Linked DNA regions of Mus musculus: region 2 is linked to region 1. A link is a contact called in public promoter capture Hi-C data. All regions are on one chromosome and are shown on one strand. The core of a region is the stretch at or near the end of the contact, and the rest is flanking DNA. Distances in the headings are between cores, read along the strand shown.

Evidence for each region. Promoter capture Hi-C pulls out the DNA fragments that hold promoters and counts their contacts.
Region 2: a contact with region 1 is called in a promoter capture Hi-C map of hippocampal neurons, with 4 times the contacts expected there. The contact joins the promoter of Fam13a here to the promoter of Lancl2 in region 1. A contact is called at or near these places in 3 of 39 promoter capture datasets (embryonic stem cells, hippocampal neurons and pre-B cells), 1 of 484 Hi-C or Micro-C datasets (uterus) and 1 of 115 datasets of contacts at active chromatin or transcription factors (astrocytes).

Annotation. Positions count from the first base shown.
Region 1 is chr6:57,701,128-57,704,217 of GRCm38.p6, reverse strand. Lancl2 (LanC (bacterial lantibiotic synthetase component C)-like 2) reads right to left here and starts at 1,763. Exons shown (of 9, transcript NM_133737.2): 1 at 955-1,763. The coding sequence starts at 1,158.
Region 2 is chr6:59,022,959-59,025,808 of GRCm38.p6, reverse strand. Fam13a (family with sequence similarity 13, member A) reads left to right here and starts at 1,307. Exons shown (of 18, transcript NM_153574.2): 1 at 1,307-1,497. The coding sequence starts at 1,469. Gm52905 (a long non-coding RNA gene) reads right to left here. Exons shown (of 2, transcript XR_003956447.1): 2 at 899-2,850.

The DNA.
Region 1 (3,090 bases), core at 514-3,013:
TACTTTAAGACCCAGCTATAGCACTCTTGGGCACATACCCAAAGGATCCTTATCACTGCAACTGGCACCTGAGGGTTTGGCCATAAACAAGCCATTTGAACTACACCCTCTAAGATTTAGGAACATTGAGGAAGAATGGTCAGGAAAAAGAAAAAAAATCAAGAGCCAAAAGATAGGGGAAATGAATGGAAAAATCCTAGACGATACAGCCAATGTGACCATGAGCTCAGAATTGCTATAAATATAATTATTTTTGCAGGATGTGCACAGGACAGGCCCTCCCAACAGTCAGTCACAGATGGGGAGGGGCTCACGGGACTCTAATCCTTAATGCCAAACTCTCAGCAACAGACTGACTCTGGAAGAGGGGTAGCCATTGTCTTCAGTTGTGTATGTACCCCACTGAACCCACCAGGTTCCAAGGGACAGTTCACAGAGACAGTCCTGGTCAAGCCCAAGGGGGATAAAACAAACAAAGACATAAATGGATGGGGGGGGGGGGAAGCAATTCATAGGAGAGGTAACTGTACAGACGAGGGAAGGAGATGAAAGACAGTGGGGTGGAAGCAACCAGAACGCATTAAATACATGTATGAAAAATGAAATTGTTAAAGAAGAAAACAAATCGGAAAAAAATTAAGAGGGCGTGACTTTAGCGTTTCTCCAAGCAAGGGTGTGCCCACAGGCAGGTGTGACAAAACTCTACCTAACTAACATCAAATTCACATTTTACTGCCAGGAACCATCACAGTGCTCCATCAGACTGTTTCAGTGTCTCATCATGGGGAAAGCACAGCTCCGCAGCCTTTCCCCGGCTGCTTGGGCAGGACCTACACCGGGCGGGACGTACGCCGATGACGTCAGCGCACCCAGGGCGTGACCGCCGGACGCTACCATTGGCGGAGGTGGCCTCACCCTCCCAACCGCTGGTCCCGGCCCTGGCAACCAACTCACCTTCCCGTTAGGGTGGAAAGGGAGGCCCGGGTCTTCCGTGGTGGGGAGAGGGCAGACACGGCCGGTTTCCTCCGCACTTCCAGCGGCGAGCCCTGCGGCGGAGGCGGCGGCTTCATAGTCTGGGAAGGGATTGGGGAACGACCGCTCCTCCATCTCCGCCTCTCCTAGGTGGAACTTGAGTCTCTTTGACATGGTCTCGCCCATGTCCGCGCGCTTTCCCTGCCTGAGAGCTCAGGGCACGGCGCGCAGGCAGGGACAAACCTCCTGGAAGGCGTTTGGGCCGGGGCTCCGCGGCGAAGCCTTCCTGGAGAACAGTGGCTTGCACATCTGGATGCAGCTAGCGCGAAAAAGCCGAACCTCCAGCCTTCGCCAGTCACGCCCTCCCAGCAGCAGCTCTCAGCCTGACGGCCCAGCCCGCCGAGCCGCACAGTCTCCCAGTTACCCTCGCCTCTCCCGTGGCCGTGTCCTTCCGAGAGATTCTAGAGAAAACGCACGCCTAGAAAGCTCACGTTCCAGTAGGGAAAGCCTGTAAAGATGGGTTCATTCAAAGTGTGAGCGATTTGCAGACCAGGGAAAAGCGCACCTTCAGATGCTCCATCACCAAACGGACTGCATTTCACCAGCCCAGCCTTGCCGCCCGTCAGTGTCCTCGGCCCCTGGTCGTGCGCCAATCACAGGAACAGTAGCTACTTTGATTAAAAATACCTCTTCTAAAGAAAAGAAATTCAAAACGGCCTAAAACAGTGAAAAGATAGCCTCCCGAAGGGGGTGGGGGGGGATACAGTCCCTCCCATTCATCACCACTGGGAGGGGGGTTGCTTGGAGGAGGAGCCACAGGCCTTTGTTTTGTTTTCTTAATGTTTTGTTTTCATTCTTATTGTTTTGAGTAAGTACACATATTTAATAATGATAAATAATATAGAAGAATAATTATTAAATCAGCTAAATATTTTATAGACCAGAGAACCCCATGGTCACGAGATTAACATAATTGGCCAGCAGAATAACATGGATGGCAAAGAGGATACAAGCAAATAGATCTTTGCATTTCTATTATCACAATATATAAAGTCACAGCCTTCATTGGTTCTATGGGGTTTTTTTGCACTGTTTACTAGAACCAAATCTGTGTAATGATTTAAAAGGAAATATTGTATTGCAGTCCTTTCATTTAGTAAATATTGGTACTTGGTGACAAAATGTTTCTGCCCTCTGGACATATCTGGTTAGTAGGCAAGAAAATCAGGAATCAGAGAAGAGCCTGGTGTATGTGATTTCCGGAGCCCAAGCAAGGTACATTGTTATTCTAATGCCAAAGGTGACATAATGGAACAATATCAAACAGCCAGGATTTCAGGCATTCCTGCCTTTGGCCTCAGAGTGGAGTAAAGTGGAAAAGGGTTAGGTTTTTATCCTGTCCCTCGCTTATCATATGCGCAACCACAAACCTCCAGTGCATGATCTTGAAAGTGTAGATCAGAGTTACAAGAGTCAGACTCTATCTCCTGGAAGCCCTAACTAGCTAAGCTCTGCCACCAGCCTTAATATCCAATTAAGAGACAACGGTGAAAAGCAGAGAAAGATTTGTTGAACGCACCTACATTGGGAAGAGGGACAAAGAACCAGAGAAAAACACAAGCAGGCAGTCTCAAGGACACTCTCTCTCTCTCTCTCTCTCTCTCTCTCGCTCACTCTCTCTCTCTCTCTCACACACACACACACACACACACACACACACACACACACACACGGCCTACCGAGCTTGTTGGTAGATCCTGACCTTTTCGCTGAGGATTAAACGGTAGACCAGAGATTTATATGCCTGGCTAAGCAGCCCAGGTCCAGATATTGTCTGGCTCAGCATTGGCCCATCACTGTCTATGCTTCTATACCTTCTACAAGGTGGTCTGACAAGTCCTCCCACTGTGAAAACTTTAGGAGACAGTTCTTCCTCTGGCTAGCCTAAGTTTCAGCCTCTATTATGTTACTCACAGAGAAAGTCCTCAGATTGCACGTAGATTTATGCTATTACTATAGCTGGGGTATGGGAGCCCAGCCCAGGAATGAACAGGTTCCAAAGAAGATGTAAGGCTTGGGCAAGGGGAAGGTTGAGTCAGACAGCAAGTTGGGGGTCGT
Region 2 (2,850 bases), core at 58-2,557, 1.3 Mb before region 1:
GAGCTGATGCAGAACCTGTGGACCAATGCTGCTTACTGGCCTGCTCATCGTGACATGCTTACCTCGATTTGTTATAGAACACAGGACCACCAGCCCAGGGTGGCACCATCCACAATGGCCCTCCCCGTCCAGTTACTAATTAAGAAAAAGGTCTTAAAAGCTATTCTCAATTGAGATTCTTTCCTTCTATGTAACTCTAGCTTGTATCAGGTTAATGCGAAAGTAGGCTGTGTTAGAACTTATTAAATTTGCATAATATGAAATAAATTGTACAAGATGTGTTTCTTGCATTGTATGAAGCCTGTGAACTACAATTACTTCCCTAGAAATAGTGAGTGGCCCTGAAGAAATTACAGGGGCTGGAGAACTGGCTGCTCTTCTGGAGGACCCAGGTTTGGTTCCCAGCATGGCCACTTAGCCATCTGTAACTCTAGTTCCAGAGGATTCAATGCCCTCTTCTGGCCCCCTTAGGCAACAGTCACACATGCCATGCAGATGCAGGCAAACACACACACACACACACACACACACACACACACATATGTGAGATACAAAATAATAAAAGATCATTTACAAGCACTTAGAAAATCTTATTGGAAAAATTGGTTTTGTAAAATATAAGAATATATAATAAGAAACAAATCTCTTCCAAGTGCAGTTGACATTTTGGGTAGAATGTAAAAACAACAAACAGAAGGGCCACACCAGTAGATGTTTTGATCTCCTGAAGACCTGAATCCAGTTAGGGCACCTTGTCCTCTTCCCCTTGAGTGATGTCACCAGGAACTGCTCACAACCTAGTGTAAATAAGTATCTGGGGAAGAAACTGTGGGTAGGGCAAGGGTTCAGGTATTTCGTCAGGAAAAGCCTAGAACAATCTGGAAAAGCTTTCTCTGGCTACTGTTTGGGTAGTTTTTATTTGTTTATTTATTTTAGAAAAAAACAAGGTGCAGTCCAACTTGGGCCTCAAAGAAACGGGACCTTAAGGGACGCTGTCTGTCCTTGACACTGCATTTCCTTGCTGGCTTTTCTTGCACTTTGAGCCATGCAGGATTGGGCTCCTCTGCAGTTATTGGTTGCTCTTCACAGACTGACAGACTTGTCTGGAACCTCTCAGAGGAAAGTTTCAGGTTGCTGGGGCTTGCCAAGCCCACTAAGCAGCGAGCAGAGCAAAGTGGGGTGGGGACAGAAGGAGGAGCGGGAGAAGCGGGAGGAGGATCAGGAGGAGGAGCAGCCTTTCACACTCCACTGCTCCGCCTCTGATTGGCTCTGGGTTTCAGCTGCTTCGCTGGAACAAAAGGTCAAAGTGGACTGCAGTGTAAATGTGGAGGCAGCCGATAAATATCCTTGCCTGCAGCTGGAGGTGGAGAGGCAGTGTCAGCTGCAGCAGGTTGTGTGTTCCGCGGGTCCTGCACACAGGGCTTGACTGGAAGGCACTCGGGGATCCCGTGCAGATTCGCACACGAGGATGGCTTGTGAAATCATGCCGCTGCGAAGGTAGTGTTCTCTGCTTCTTATGCTGTTTGGTATTTTCTGGGCAGCGTACTTGGCCAGTGCTCTCGGCATCATTAGTAACAGGCTGCAAACCTTGCAGTCTGTTCTGCACAGTGCTCTTTCCTCAGACCAGATAGAAACATTTAAATAGCGCACTTCTCTTTCACTGACACTTTTGTGTAGTTGCTCATGATTATTGGGTTCAGCTATACCTTCTTTTAAGGGAAGTGTATTTAAGACAATACCTCTGCAAACCGAAGCAAAGCAAACTGAATGGGCTTCCTGGGTCTCCAGGCTGTTAGAGCTCATAGATGGATCTGATTCTCTGCTCTCTAGGCAAGGACTTTCTTCAAGTATATTGTAGTTATCGGAATAAAGGTTGAGAACAATGTTTTTCCTTGAATAATTCTAGGTAGATTGGTTACCCAAATGACGCTTGGAAAAAAATAACAAAACAAAAACAAAAACCAAAAAGGAAAAAAAAAATGCTGTGTAAGAGTGATAGAGCACAGGGTTCTGGCTTTGCTTTTGAGGACTGTGATGGGGGCAGGGGGTGGGGTGTCTCTCTGAGTCCTATAGAAATAAATAAAGGTAACTAACTGTACATAGCCCTGGCTGTTAGGAAGCACACTGCTGGTGAAGTAGACCCGAGTGCTGAGTGCTGTGTGTTAAAGCCACTACAGAAATCACTGAGTCCTGTCCCCACAGAAAGTCTGAGCCGCCCAAGGTCACAGTTCATAGTTTAAAAACTGACTTGTGCTAATCATATGGTTACATCTGAATTGCAATTACTTAGTGATAGTGACATTTGACTTCATATATATGTTTCATTTACAGTTTTCTATGGAAAATGGTATTGTCAAAAATCAGACAGTAATGGCAATTTATTGAAAATACTTAGATGAAATGAATTTACTGAAAAGAAACAATCCCATGTATATTTTGTTTGTGCTTTAGCAACAGAAATATGATTTTAAAAGTGTATCATTTTTGGTAAAGAGATTCCTTCAGGCTGGCTGTGGTGAGAGCCAGTGTGGTTGTTTTTCTTTTGCTGTCCTGACATGTCCACTGTAATAGGAACTTGATGTGGTGTTCAGAGTACCTTATCAGAGAATTGATACTTAATGTAGAAGAAAGTGCTGTGTAGAGTAATCTATAATTCTACATTGATTTGGTGGAAAAGTCCCCATGCTTGAAATTTCTAAGAGAACAAAACTAATGTACACTTTTTGGAGTTTTAATATCTAATTGTTAGGTTGGGAACTTTTGTCCTTCCAATGATGTCGGTCCTCAAGATCTCTAAGCAGGTCATGTTTTAGATAAAAAGTATTGGCCATTACTAAGCCCTGTTGTAGC